3 separate regions of the Mus musculus genome follow, and regions 2 and 3 are each linked to region 1. The links are chromatin contacts, called in public promoter capture Hi-C maps. All regions are on one chromosome and are shown on one strand. The core of a region is the stretch at or near the end of the contact, and the rest is flanking DNA. Distances in the headings are between cores, read along the strand shown. Region 1 holds the start of Rfx8 (regulatory factor X 8). Region 2 has its middle 33 kb from the start of Il1r2. Region 3 overlaps Map4k4 (mitogen-activated protein kinase kinase kinase kinase 4).

Region 1 (3,594 bases), core at 758-3,257:
CTTCTCTTCCTTATGGTGGAGCCTTTAGAAGGTGGAACTGGTTAAGGAAGTAAACGACTCGGGGTGGGCCTTTGATGGGGATTATTCTACCTGGGGTCCCCTCCTCTCGGATTTAAGGCTGCCATTAGCAGTACGGCTGCCTAAGATATTCTCCACAATGCTCTGTCCTGCTGCAGACACAGGAACAGTGGGGCGGGTTGAGGACCGAAAATTCTGGAGGAGCTATTGGTTAAACCATTTTCTTTATTAACCTGATTTTTTTTTTCAGCGATTGCCATTTTTATCTCTCCCATCATAATGTAAACAGAAGCAAGAAAGTCACGGGCATGGCGGCAGCACACTGCCCCCCAGGGAGCCAGTCCCAAGGGAAACCTGCTCTGCTAAGCCTGACCTCTATTGCATGCGGCTCTGAGGAGAGGGTGTGAGGCAGGTGACCACCACAGGTGACTCTGGTTAAGGGGCTGCCATTGTGCCACCAAAATGCCCCTGTGCTTTACCTGAGATTAGATGCCAAGGCCTGACCCGGGGTCTGCGTCTACACTATTGTGTCCAGGCTTGTGCTCCCTCGTCTGACCATGTCTCTTCCTGTCTCTGACTTGGAGACCTTACTTCTGTTCCCCCAGACTGGCCAACATCCTGACCTTTCTCCCAGGGACAATTTATCATGTTCAGATGACAGTGGTAATCATGGCCCAGATAGGACCCCACCTGACTGATCGTTGTCCCTTCTAACAAGGCACTGACTGGAAAACAGGGAGTGATGTAATCCATAAACAGGGCCCTTCTTCCACAGGACATCTGGGGCCTCTCCCTACTCTCTCTTGAGCTGCCTCCCATGGTTCCTCCAGCTCTAGCCACTGCTGCCCCCATTCTGGGCAGCCTGATATCTTTGTTCCAGGATTCTATCTTAGACACTGGGGCAGTGGTTTGAATGCCAGTGTTAGGAGAATTGAAGTCTTTTGGTTTTCTCAGTTCTGAAGAACCTATGGCAAAAGGAAATCTGGCCACAGTACCTGACCTAAAGAGGATGCCCAAGTAGTTTAAACTTTGTAATCATTCTTTCACTTCTCTGTAGCAAAAGTCTCTGTAGCAGTGGTGAGCTGAAGTAGCTAATTAAGGCACCGAACTGACTCTTTTGCTAAGAAGGCAGGCAAGGGGGTCTGACTACATTTTTTTTTCCTCTCGCAAGATAAGATGGGCAATAAATTCTCTTTTGGAACAAAGTAGTAACTATAATCATAAACATATTCTTCTCTTTTTTAAAAACTACTTCTTCCTCAGGTGACTCTTAAAAAAAAAAGTTTCCCCTGAGAAATATTTCTTAAAGCTCACACAAAGAAAAATGTATGCTGATATATAATAGTCACCTTATAAAGCTACAGTCTGAGGACTGGCTTTAATTATTTTCCTATTTATAAAGAGCCACAGACTCTTTTGAGTTCAGGCCCATGAGCTGAGGGTATTTTTTTTTTTTATAGTTTTCCTCTCCTCTATTGAAATAGCCAAGAAATGACTTTCACAAGTAATACGTAGTGCATTGTTGAAGCTAAACGTTGTTTTAAGTTAAGACACTTCCATTCTAGAGCTCTTGCCAGGAGGAAAACAACAACAACAACAACACGCTTCCTCCAAGGCCAAGGCCTGCCAGTGTTTCAGTAACAGGGCTTCGCTCTGGTTGGAACAGGCTGGATTGCTCCCCCACGGGAAGTGGGACCCACCGGGACAGCTAGGTGGAAAACCAGCACCACACCGGGTGCAGATACGAAGACCTTGTGTGTGTGTGTGTGTGTTCCCTCGTTCTCCGCCAGGGTCTCCTGAACCAGGGGTGCTCCTCTCCCGTCCTCCGGGGCTCCCCACCTGCCGGCAGCGCCCGTATCTCCCTGTCCTGACACTCACCATTGAATGATACCCCGGTGCAGGCCCAGGCCACTCGCAGGAGAGGCCGGCACCGCCTCCGCCATGCCTCGCCCAGCGGGCAGCGAGCGGGGCACCGGTCCTCTCCGCCGTGTTTACTTTAGAGCGGGGGCGCGCGGGGGGCGCGTGCAGCTGGGGGGTGGGAGGGGGGATGCTGGGCCCACGCCTTGCACCCAGAGGTGCGGGTTGGGGTCTCTTCCCCGCCCACCGCCACCAAAGGTCGGAGAGGCACCTCCCATGTCGTTCCCCATCCCCCATGCTGCCGCCCTTCCCCTCTCTGGCCAACGTTGGGCTAACGGATCAAACCAGGGAACAGAGAAAAGCTCAGGCATAAACTTTCGGCCAGGTCGGTGGCAGTGTTTGATCACCAAGGGTCTGTAACTGGACAGCACTTGAGAATTATTTGATTATTTCCGCACTTTGAAAAATACTGATGATCAGCTAACACCTCCTTTCCCAAAGGGTTCAGTATAACGGGCCCGGGTGGTGGTGGGACATGGGGAGGGGAGTTGGCCCGGGAAAAGCCCTTCTCTGGACAAGAGGCTGTGTTCCAGGTGACCTAGATGGTGAAAATAGAATCCCAGGGAGAGGGGCCAACGTGCAGCTTCCGGTGGCTGCTGCTGCAGACCGATCCCTCCAAGCCTGCAGGGACAGCTGTCTCAGAAGCTCACACCTTTCATGGGGAAATAGGCTATTGTATCCAGTGCTACTGGACAGGCGTGGCACACTTTTAAGACTCCGACCATAGGGATGTGACATTGGCTGCTCACTGGTTACAAGTCTCAGAAGGATGTCTCAATCTCGATGAAAAAAAAAAACATACTTGCCAATCATAATAACACAACATCAAAGTTCAACTTATAAACGAGTGAAGGGCATGAACAGGCCGTTCTCCAGAGATGACACACAGCTGTCCACAAAGTTCCTGCTCGATTCTAGACGACAAGGAGACGCAAGCCCAGGCTGAACCCATTAGAATGACTTTTTTGTTTTTGTTTTTTAAAAAAGATTTATCTATTTATCTATCTATCTATCTATCTACTTATTTTTTTTTAATTTTTTATTAGGTATTTAGCTCATTTACATTTCCAATGCTATACCATAAGTCCCCCATACCTACCCACCCCCACTCCGCTACCCACCCACTCCCCCTTTTTGGCCCTGTACTGGGGCATATAAAATTTGCGTGTCCAATGGGCCTCTCTTTCCAGTGATGGCCGACTAGGCCATCTTTTGATACATATGCAGCTAGAGTCAAGAGCTCCGGGGTACTGGTTAGTTCATAATGTTGATCCACCTATAGGGTTGCAGATCCCTTTAGCTCCTTGGGTACTTTCTCTAGCTCCTCCATTGGGAGCCCTGTGATCCATCCATTAGCTGACTGTGAGCATCCACTTTTGTGTTTGCTAGGCCCCGGCATAGTCTCACAAGAGACAGCTACATCTGGGTCCTTTCGATAAAATCTTGCTAGTGTGTGCAATGGTGTCAGCGTTTGGATGCTGATTATGGGGTGGATCCCTGGATATGGCAGTCTCTACATGGTCCATCCTTTCATCTCAGCTCCAAACTTTGTCTCTGTAACTCCTTCCAAGGGTGTTTTGTTCCCACATCTAAGGAGGGGCATAGTGTCCACACTTCAGTCTTCATTTTTCTTGAGTTTCATGTGTTTAGGAAATTGTA
Region 2 (3,594 bases), core at 510-3,009, 330 kb after region 1:
AGCACACATGCCAAAATGTTTTCTGGAAATATCTTCCTTGACCTTTGGAGACAATGACAAGAAGCCCTGACTGATGGGGGCTTGAGAACCACTGCTCTAGACATTGTGATTGGGTGGCCAGGCCACGGGAAGAGGGGTGTCAGCTGAGCTCCAAGGCAAGAAGATAGGTCCGGTGCTACAGCAGGATGGAAGAAAGACTCACCAGTTCCTGCATATAGATGCTCAGTGAGCAGGACAAGGCCTCAGAGTCCAGAGAATAGGATGTAGCGTGTAAAATATACCTCCTATTCTTGGTCCAGAAAAACAAGTCTTAATGATCTCTTCTACCAGAGCCTCAGCACAGTTATGGTGCAGCACCTCCTCAGGACTCGCTGCTTCTGGGAAATCCTCCACCAGCCACTCGGCGTGGGGTTCCCTGAGTAGCCTCAGCTTCCCATGCTGGGAAGTGATGCCCAAGAAATCAGGAACAGCAAGACAGCTCTGTGCAAGACTTTTATGGTGCTAATGAAAAGAGGGTTTGAAAGAGACTTAGAGGAAGGACAAGGTTACAGACCTGTCAGGACAGAGAAGCCAGGCTCCCTGAGGGAAGTCTGGCCATAGATGCCCTTCCATTTCCCTTCTCACAATAAAGTGGCCTCTGAGTTCCTGCCATGGAGGAAACAGAGATGACATTCAGGGATGAAGCACTTCAGAGCTCTGGAAACTCTGTCCTCAGATGTCTGAAGGAAAAGTCAGTCACAAGGGACCAGGGGTGAACAGTAAGTCTGCAGGCAACCATAGAGATGCCACCCTGTTTCTGCGGCTAACCTCTGTGAGGTCACCATGGTTTATGGCCAAGCTGACTTCAGGATAGTGACACCTTCAGTGGGCTGTCTCCTCCCACATCCAGAGAGAGAGTCCTACAGTCTTAGAGTCAGTCTCAGGATATTTATTACCAATTCTAACTGTGTCAAGTTGGCATAAAAATTAGCCAGCACACATACTTAAGGTTCCATAGACAGGAAGTGGTGGAACTGATACCCCAAATCAGTCTACCTGCTTTTTAACTATACTATTCATGCTACCGCTCTTGAATTGGTCTGTGATTTACCTATCCGATGTGTTAGTGCCACTAACCACTCATCAAACAAAAGAAGAGAGGGCTGGAAAGATGGTCCAGTGGTTAGGGATGCTTGTTGCTCTTGATGCGGACCCAACTTGGGTTCTCAGCACCCGTGTAGACAGCTCATAACTGCTTGTGACTCCATATCCAGGAGACCTGACATCCTCTTCTGGAGTCCTCACATACGCGCTGCACACACACATACTCATAAATAATATATTTTTAGAAAAAGAAAAATCGAACGCTGCCTTCATCTATATAAAACACTCTGCGCAAATCAAATGTAAAAATATTCAAATAAAAATCAGACAAAGTAAATGTAAGGAGCCATGTTTTATGCTTGTGACAAGGGAGACTTTTTAATCCAAGTCAATAAATCTGGAAGATATTATGTGTTATGATTATACATATGTCTTGGAATATCAAATTATACTAGAAACGAAGCTATCAATTTCCCATTGCTGCAATAAAATACCCGAAGACAATCAACTTAAAAAGTAGAAAAGTTTACTTGTCTTCATGGTTTTGGAGGACCCAGCCCATGAATGGTCGTCCGTTTGCCCATTGCTTTGCGGTTTGTGGTGAGGCTACGTGTCATCATGAGTGTATGACAGAGGCAGCTGCTCACCTCATGGCCAGGAATGGAAGAAAGGGGAAGCAGAAAGAGCCTCAGCATCCTGACCCTGACCACAGGAAGAAGCTCCATCTGCAAACAGCTCCTCTGACCCCACAGGCCAAGGCCCTTAGGTCTCAGTCCTACCCCAGAGGCCTTTGTCTGACACATGAACAAGCCATAGCAGAAACCAAGGGGTAATGATCACATGGAAGGGGATGTTTTTAATGCATATGGAAATACTGCTAAAACTCAAAAAATTTAAAGAAAAAAACCAAAACATCTAGAAAAGTTAGTCAATTTAATAAATAAGTAACCCATATTCACAAAACCAACTTAAAAGTCTGCAAAGATATAGACAACTATAAAAAAAAACCATTCACAGTTACGGAGCTGCAAATTAGAATATTCAACTTATAAAAATTAAGATGAAGATACCCTTTTATTGAGAGGAATTTTGGGAAAGTCCTCCTATACTATTGGAATTATGGATAGTATATGTTGCCCTTTTTTGGAAATCAATATGGCAATGACTGTTGAAAAACATACCAAAGCATGAAATCAACAAATATCCATCTGTGAATGAACGGTAGCGAATATATTTGTGACGGTATGGTTAGACCTGGAAGATGTTCTGTTAAATAAAATAAGCCAGGTGCAAACAACGTCACATAAACTGGTAGGAGCAAAGTAGAGGGGCCAGGGATATGGCTCCGTGGGTGGGTAAAAGTGCTCTATGCAAGTATAAAGACTGGGGTTTGAATCTCCAGCTCCCACATGAAAGCTGGGTGTGGGGACACCCCAGCAAGGGGGCTGGGGAAGGGCAGAGACATCTGGCTCCCGGGAGCTTGAGGTAAGGCAAGTGAGAAACCTCTCTAGGTACAGTGGTTCGAATGAGAATGATCTCCATCATCTCAGGCCTTTGAACACTTGATTGGCAGTAGTAGGTGCTATTTGCTGAGGTTAAAGAGGCGTGGCCTTGCTGGAGGAAGGTTGTCACTGCTGGAGAGGGCTCCAAGGTTAGGAGGTTAAAGCCTTGAGCCATTTCCAATGTGCCCTCTCTGCTTTGTGCTTGTATTTGTGGACGTGAGCTTCGAGTTTCCTGTTTCCGCCACCGCCTGTCACACTTAGCCCGCAGTGACCTCTTTATCCCTTTGGGATCATAAACCCTTCTCCTAGTTGCCTTGGTTACAGGGTTCCATCACATCAATAGAAAAGTAACCAGTGTACAGGAGGACAAGGAGGCAGGTGACCAGGTGACAGTGGAAGATACTCAGTATCTTCCTCTGGCCTCTGAATGGGTGTCATGGGCACATACATACACACCCCCACACACATACACCCCTACCAAGTAATACAGTACAAATGTTTTTTGAGACAGGGTTTCTCTGTGTAGCCTTGGCTGTCCTGGACTTCACTATGTAGACCAGGCTGGCCTCTGCTTCCCAAGTGCTGGGATTAAAGGCATGTGCCACCACCGCCTGGCGTACAGTACAAATGTTAAAGTAGAAGAGAGCTATGGCTACTGGGACTGGGGTAATCACATGGAGAGGTGTTGCTACAATCTTAAAAGCATCAACTTCAGTTAGGGTATTCCTCTAGTTAGAAGGAATGATATGTCTTCTGTATACAAAGTGACCATGGCTAACAACAATGTATGGTGTCTTTGAAAACAGAGAGAAAATGAAGTGTTCTCAAGTGTTCTCACCAGGAGCCACAGGCAAGTAACATGAGGTGATTCATATGTTAAGTCGTTCAGTAGGGTGGCTGCCCACAATGTGTACATATTTTAGAATTCCCTGTTCTTCACTCTTTGCTTATTTCAAACCTTCGGCTCTACCCAACTACTAATTTACTTGATGTCCCTGTAGATTTGCCA
Region 3 (3,594 bases), core at 506-3,005, 280 kb after region 1:
GGATAGTCTAGAAGCTGCTTTGCTTAATTTTCATTTTCATAGTTTTTAAAAGTCCTCTATCAAATCTTAGCCCTGCTCAGCACCGCCACTGTGCACTTAGCTGCCTCTCTTCTCAGAGCTGAATAGAACACATTTTCTCTCAGTTGTCTTGCTCTTACATGTTCCTCATCTCTCCTTTCCTACTAACATGGAGCCGTGTCTTCTAATTCTCTGACGCAGGTGGAAGATAGATTTAGAAAGACTAACCACAGCTCCCCTGAGGCCCAGGCTAAGCAAACGGGCAGAGGACTGGAGCCACCCGTGCCTTCCCGGTCAGAGTCTTTTTCCAATGGCAACTCCGAGTCTGTGCACCCTGCCCTGCAGAGACCAGCGGAGCCACAGGTAGCAGCAGTAGCTCCCTGTGCCACGTGTAGCCCGTTGTCTCAACAGCTGGTGTGAACAGGAGGCGTGCATTCAGCGTAGGGAGAGGAGGCTTGTCGTTTGTTTGTTTTGTTGTCTAAGATTTTTATTGAACTCATTATGGCTATCTCCAGTCAATACTTTTATTTCCCCCTCCTTAACTCAGATGTGAAGTCCCTCCTTCCTCTTAAATACTTTTTTAAATTATATTTTTAGAACGTTGGTTTTATTGTATAAGCAGGTTAGAAGAGAACTTTTAACCTGAACATTTTGAAGTAAGTACTTTGTGTCTGTGGTCCCAGCTCCCTGAAGGACCTTTGGACGCTAAAGGTGGCCTTGCATTTCTGTGCAGGCTCCTATTTATTTGGCTGAATGTGTAAATTTCCTGGGAAAAGGTTTTTGGTTTTGTTTGTTTGTTTGTTTGTTGTTTTAAAATACAAAACCAGATTCTCAAACCTGTCAAGATTGAACACAGGTTATGCCTAGTGGGTTGAATATTGATTTCCTGTAAGAGATTAGGACAGAGTTTATGACTTTTCCTTCAGTCTGTCCCAGAGTCTGTCTTGTCTGAGTGCTCAGAAGAGAAGCAGCAGCCTTGTCTAGAAAGGACAGTAGGTGGCAGACACACCCATCCCCTGAGGGTGTGTAGGCACTCCTCCATGCTGCTCTGCCTCACACACTTCTCTGAGCTTTCTGTACTCGGTCGGCCCTGGTGTTTGCATGTCACCTAGGACAAGAGTTGGTGGTTTTGAGAAGAAATGGCCCTTCTGTGACAGATGCAGTCACATGAGAATTTGAATGTGTTCTGCAGTAACCAACCCTCCTGGGGGATGGTTGAGCTGAGCAAATCTGAGGTACAGGGGGTGGGGTTTATGCAGATATAGCAGCTGAGAGCTTCAGAGAGCTACACCAGAGAATGCCAGCAGAGGCAGTGGGAAGGGCCAGGTGCCACTTGCTGCTCCACTTAGTGCCTGTTTCCTGGTGAGAAGCATGGTTGTCCTGAGAGCTAAACCCAACACAAGGGCAAACTTGCCTCTGAGCAGCAGGCTCGAGAAGCTTCTGTTTGAGGAGATGAGACAGACAGCCTCTCTTCCTCCGCTGCAGAGTTCTTGCCCCAAGCTTTCACCTGCAGGAGGGAAACTCGTGTGGCTCCTAGCGTTGAGTCCCACTTAGCGTTATTTGGTAACACATCCGTTTGGTTGCTCTCCCAGTGAACACTTAGATGTTTTAGTAGTATGGGAATTGTACCAAAGCTAGGATTCTTTGGATCTGCCTGTGAGCCACAGAGACTATGCACTGGGTCTTAACTGCCGGTTTCACCTGCAGAAGCCAGGCAAGTCAGCACAAGACACATTGATTAGTGCGTGCTGAGTTACAGCTCCCATAACCGCCTTAGTGGTTGGTTATTCTCCAGCAGTGAGGTACAGGTACCTCTTACTAAAATAGTTTATAGAGTTCTGAGAGGATGTTTTTTTAAAGTGACTGCAGAAATTCACTTGGCCAATTGTCATGTCCTTGAGTTCTCATTTCAAAGGCATATTCCTACTGTCAGCCCAGAGTATCTTGATGCTGGTCAGCCTGGGCTTTCTTGGTACTGGATATTTTGGTAAAGAAATTTTAATCCCACTTTTTTCATAACTAGGAGTGTAAACTCAGCTAGGTCTAAAACATTTTAAGATTGGGAGAAAAAAATATTGGTATTCTTGAAAAGTTGGCTGTTCTTAAGTTTCTCTGCTACAGTCCCATAATAGGAAGAGTGTGTGTGCACGCACAAATAAGTCCCGTCAGTAAGATTCTCAGACCCAGGGTTCTGAGGTGGTGGGGAGGTTTGCTGATGAGCAGTGTCTCTGTCATGTGGTCCCCAGCTCTCTGTGCTGACATGGACATGCATGTATCACTCTCCCCTCGGGGGTCTGTGCATGCCCCTGTTCACTGCTGTCTGCAGTTTGTGTCTGGGCACTTTCCCTTATGCGTGTGCCTTTGCTCTTCCTCTTGCCTGTCACCAGCATGGAGCCTATTGGCTGCTCCATGCTTGACACTATGCCTCCCCGACTCACACCCACCTCCTGTTTGGGATTTAGTGTTGACCAGAAAAGCTAGTTGTATGCAGAACGCATTGAATGTTTTGTGTTTTGTTTTCTTGTAAGGTACAGTGGTCCCACCTGGCATCTCTCAAGAACAATGTCTCCCCTGTCTCGAGATCCCATTCCTTCAGTGACCCTTCTCCCAAATTCGCACACCACCATCTCCGCTCTCAGGACCCATGTCCACCTTCCCGCAGTGAGGGGCTCAGTCAGAGCTCTGACTCTAAGTCGGAGGTGCCCGAGCCCACCCAAAAGGCTTGGTCTAGATCAGACAGTGACGAGGTGCCTCCAAGGGTAAGGACAGACAGACAGACGCGCTGTTTTCTCTTTATTTAAACTTACTGTTTGCTGTGATGATGGGAACAGTGACTTACTTCATCAGGGCTAAAGGGCCAGAAGTTTCAAATGACTTCTCAGGGAGGGAAGCCATTCCCCACCTCAGCAGTTACAATTAGCCAATGGTTAGTTAGCTTTTTATCATTGACTGGTTTTAAACGTAGTTTAATAAAAAGTATTTATGGAAAAAATTTTAAGCAACATGCTTCTAAATAAGTAGAATTATAAATGTGTACAGAAGCTCTCCATTATTGTGCATGACATCAAGAATTTAAGAAAAAATCTTATGAGGAAAAATTAACAAGACCATGATTTTTTACTTTAAAGTTGAGCGTATTGTACTTAATAGTACATGAGGATTAAAAGGCACATCTCAGTTTATTTTTTCCTCCACTTGGAATTTGCTTCCTCTGAATATTTTCTCGCTTCTTTGCCAGTCTTTGCTTCCTGCTGATCTATTTGTAGACCGTTGTTGGATTTCTTTGAGCTTACTTTTGTGATTCTCACATACTATCTCAGGGAAGCGCTGCTGTATGCTCTCTGCCACCCGCTTCAGTCCAAACATGACTTCAGCATGACAGGACTGTAGAGATGGGCCAGGCTGTCTGGATCGTGCAGGAGCAGGGGAGGCTTGGGAAAGGGAAGAGCTAGCTTCGTGGCAGGCATTCCGGACTGAGGAAGGCTGTGTTATAAAGTGTACTGTGAGGAGGGGGGGCTGGGGGGGAGCTGTGGTGTTCTTCTGTTGTCTGTCTTAACTGCTGTGTTTCCTACCTAA

Evidence for each region. Promoter capture Hi-C pulls out the DNA fragments that hold promoters and counts their contacts.
Region 2: a contact with region 1 is called in a promoter capture Hi-C map of hematopoietic stem and progenitor cells, with 3 times the contacts expected there. The contact joins the enhancer-like site here to the promoter of Rfx8 in region 1. A contact is called at or near these places in 8 of 39 promoter capture datasets (the C10 cell line, the HPC-7 cell line, cranial neural crest and 4 more) and 1 of 115 datasets of contacts at active chromatin or transcription factors (pancreatic cancer cells).
Region 3: a contact with region 1 is called in a promoter capture Hi-C map of embryonic stem cells, with 5 times the contacts expected there. The contact joins the enhancer-like site here to the promoter of Rfx8 in region 1. A contact is called at or near these places in 12 of 39 promoter capture datasets (the 3T3-L1 cell line, 3T3-L1-derived adipocytes, the C10 cell line and 7 more), 2 of 484 Hi-C or Micro-C datasets (bone marrow-derived macrophages and uterus), 4 of 115 datasets of contacts at active chromatin or transcription factors (fibro-adipogenic progenitors, heart atrium, memory CD8 T cells and 1 more) and 3 of 9 other capture datasets (adipose tissue, embryonic stem cells and liver).

Annotation. Positions count from the first base shown.
Region 1 is chr1:39,718,982-39,722,575 of GRCm38.p6, forward strand. It overlaps Rfx8 (regulatory factor X 8), which reads right to left and starts at 2,008. Exons shown (of 15, transcript NM_001145660.1): 1 at 1,897-2,008. The coding sequence starts at 1,961.
Region 2 is chr1:40,049,617-40,053,210 of GRCm38.p6, forward strand. No RefSeq gene overlaps it. Among named protein-coding and RNA genes, the nearest start is that of Il1r2, 33 kb to the right of the region's middle. Within about 2 kb of position 1,760, at least 57 of the 459 cell types and tissues checked have an H3K27ac peak or open chromatin away from gene starts, as enhancers often do. A contact at or near this core is called in the HPC-7 cell line and hematopoietic stem and progenitor cells, where this site is marked.
Region 3 is chr1:40,001,211-40,004,804 of GRCm38.p6, forward strand. It overlaps Map4k4 (mitogen-activated protein kinase kinase kinase kinase 4), which reads left to right. Exons shown (of 32, transcript NM_001252200.1): 16 at 220-381; 17 at 2,547-2,777. Among named protein-coding and RNA genes, the nearest start is that of Il1r2, 82 kb to the right of the region's middle. Within about 2 kb of position 1,756, at least 47 of the 459 cell types and tissues checked have an H3K27ac peak or open chromatin away from gene starts, as enhancers often do. A contact at or near this core is called in embryonic stem cells and trophoblast stem cells, where this site is marked.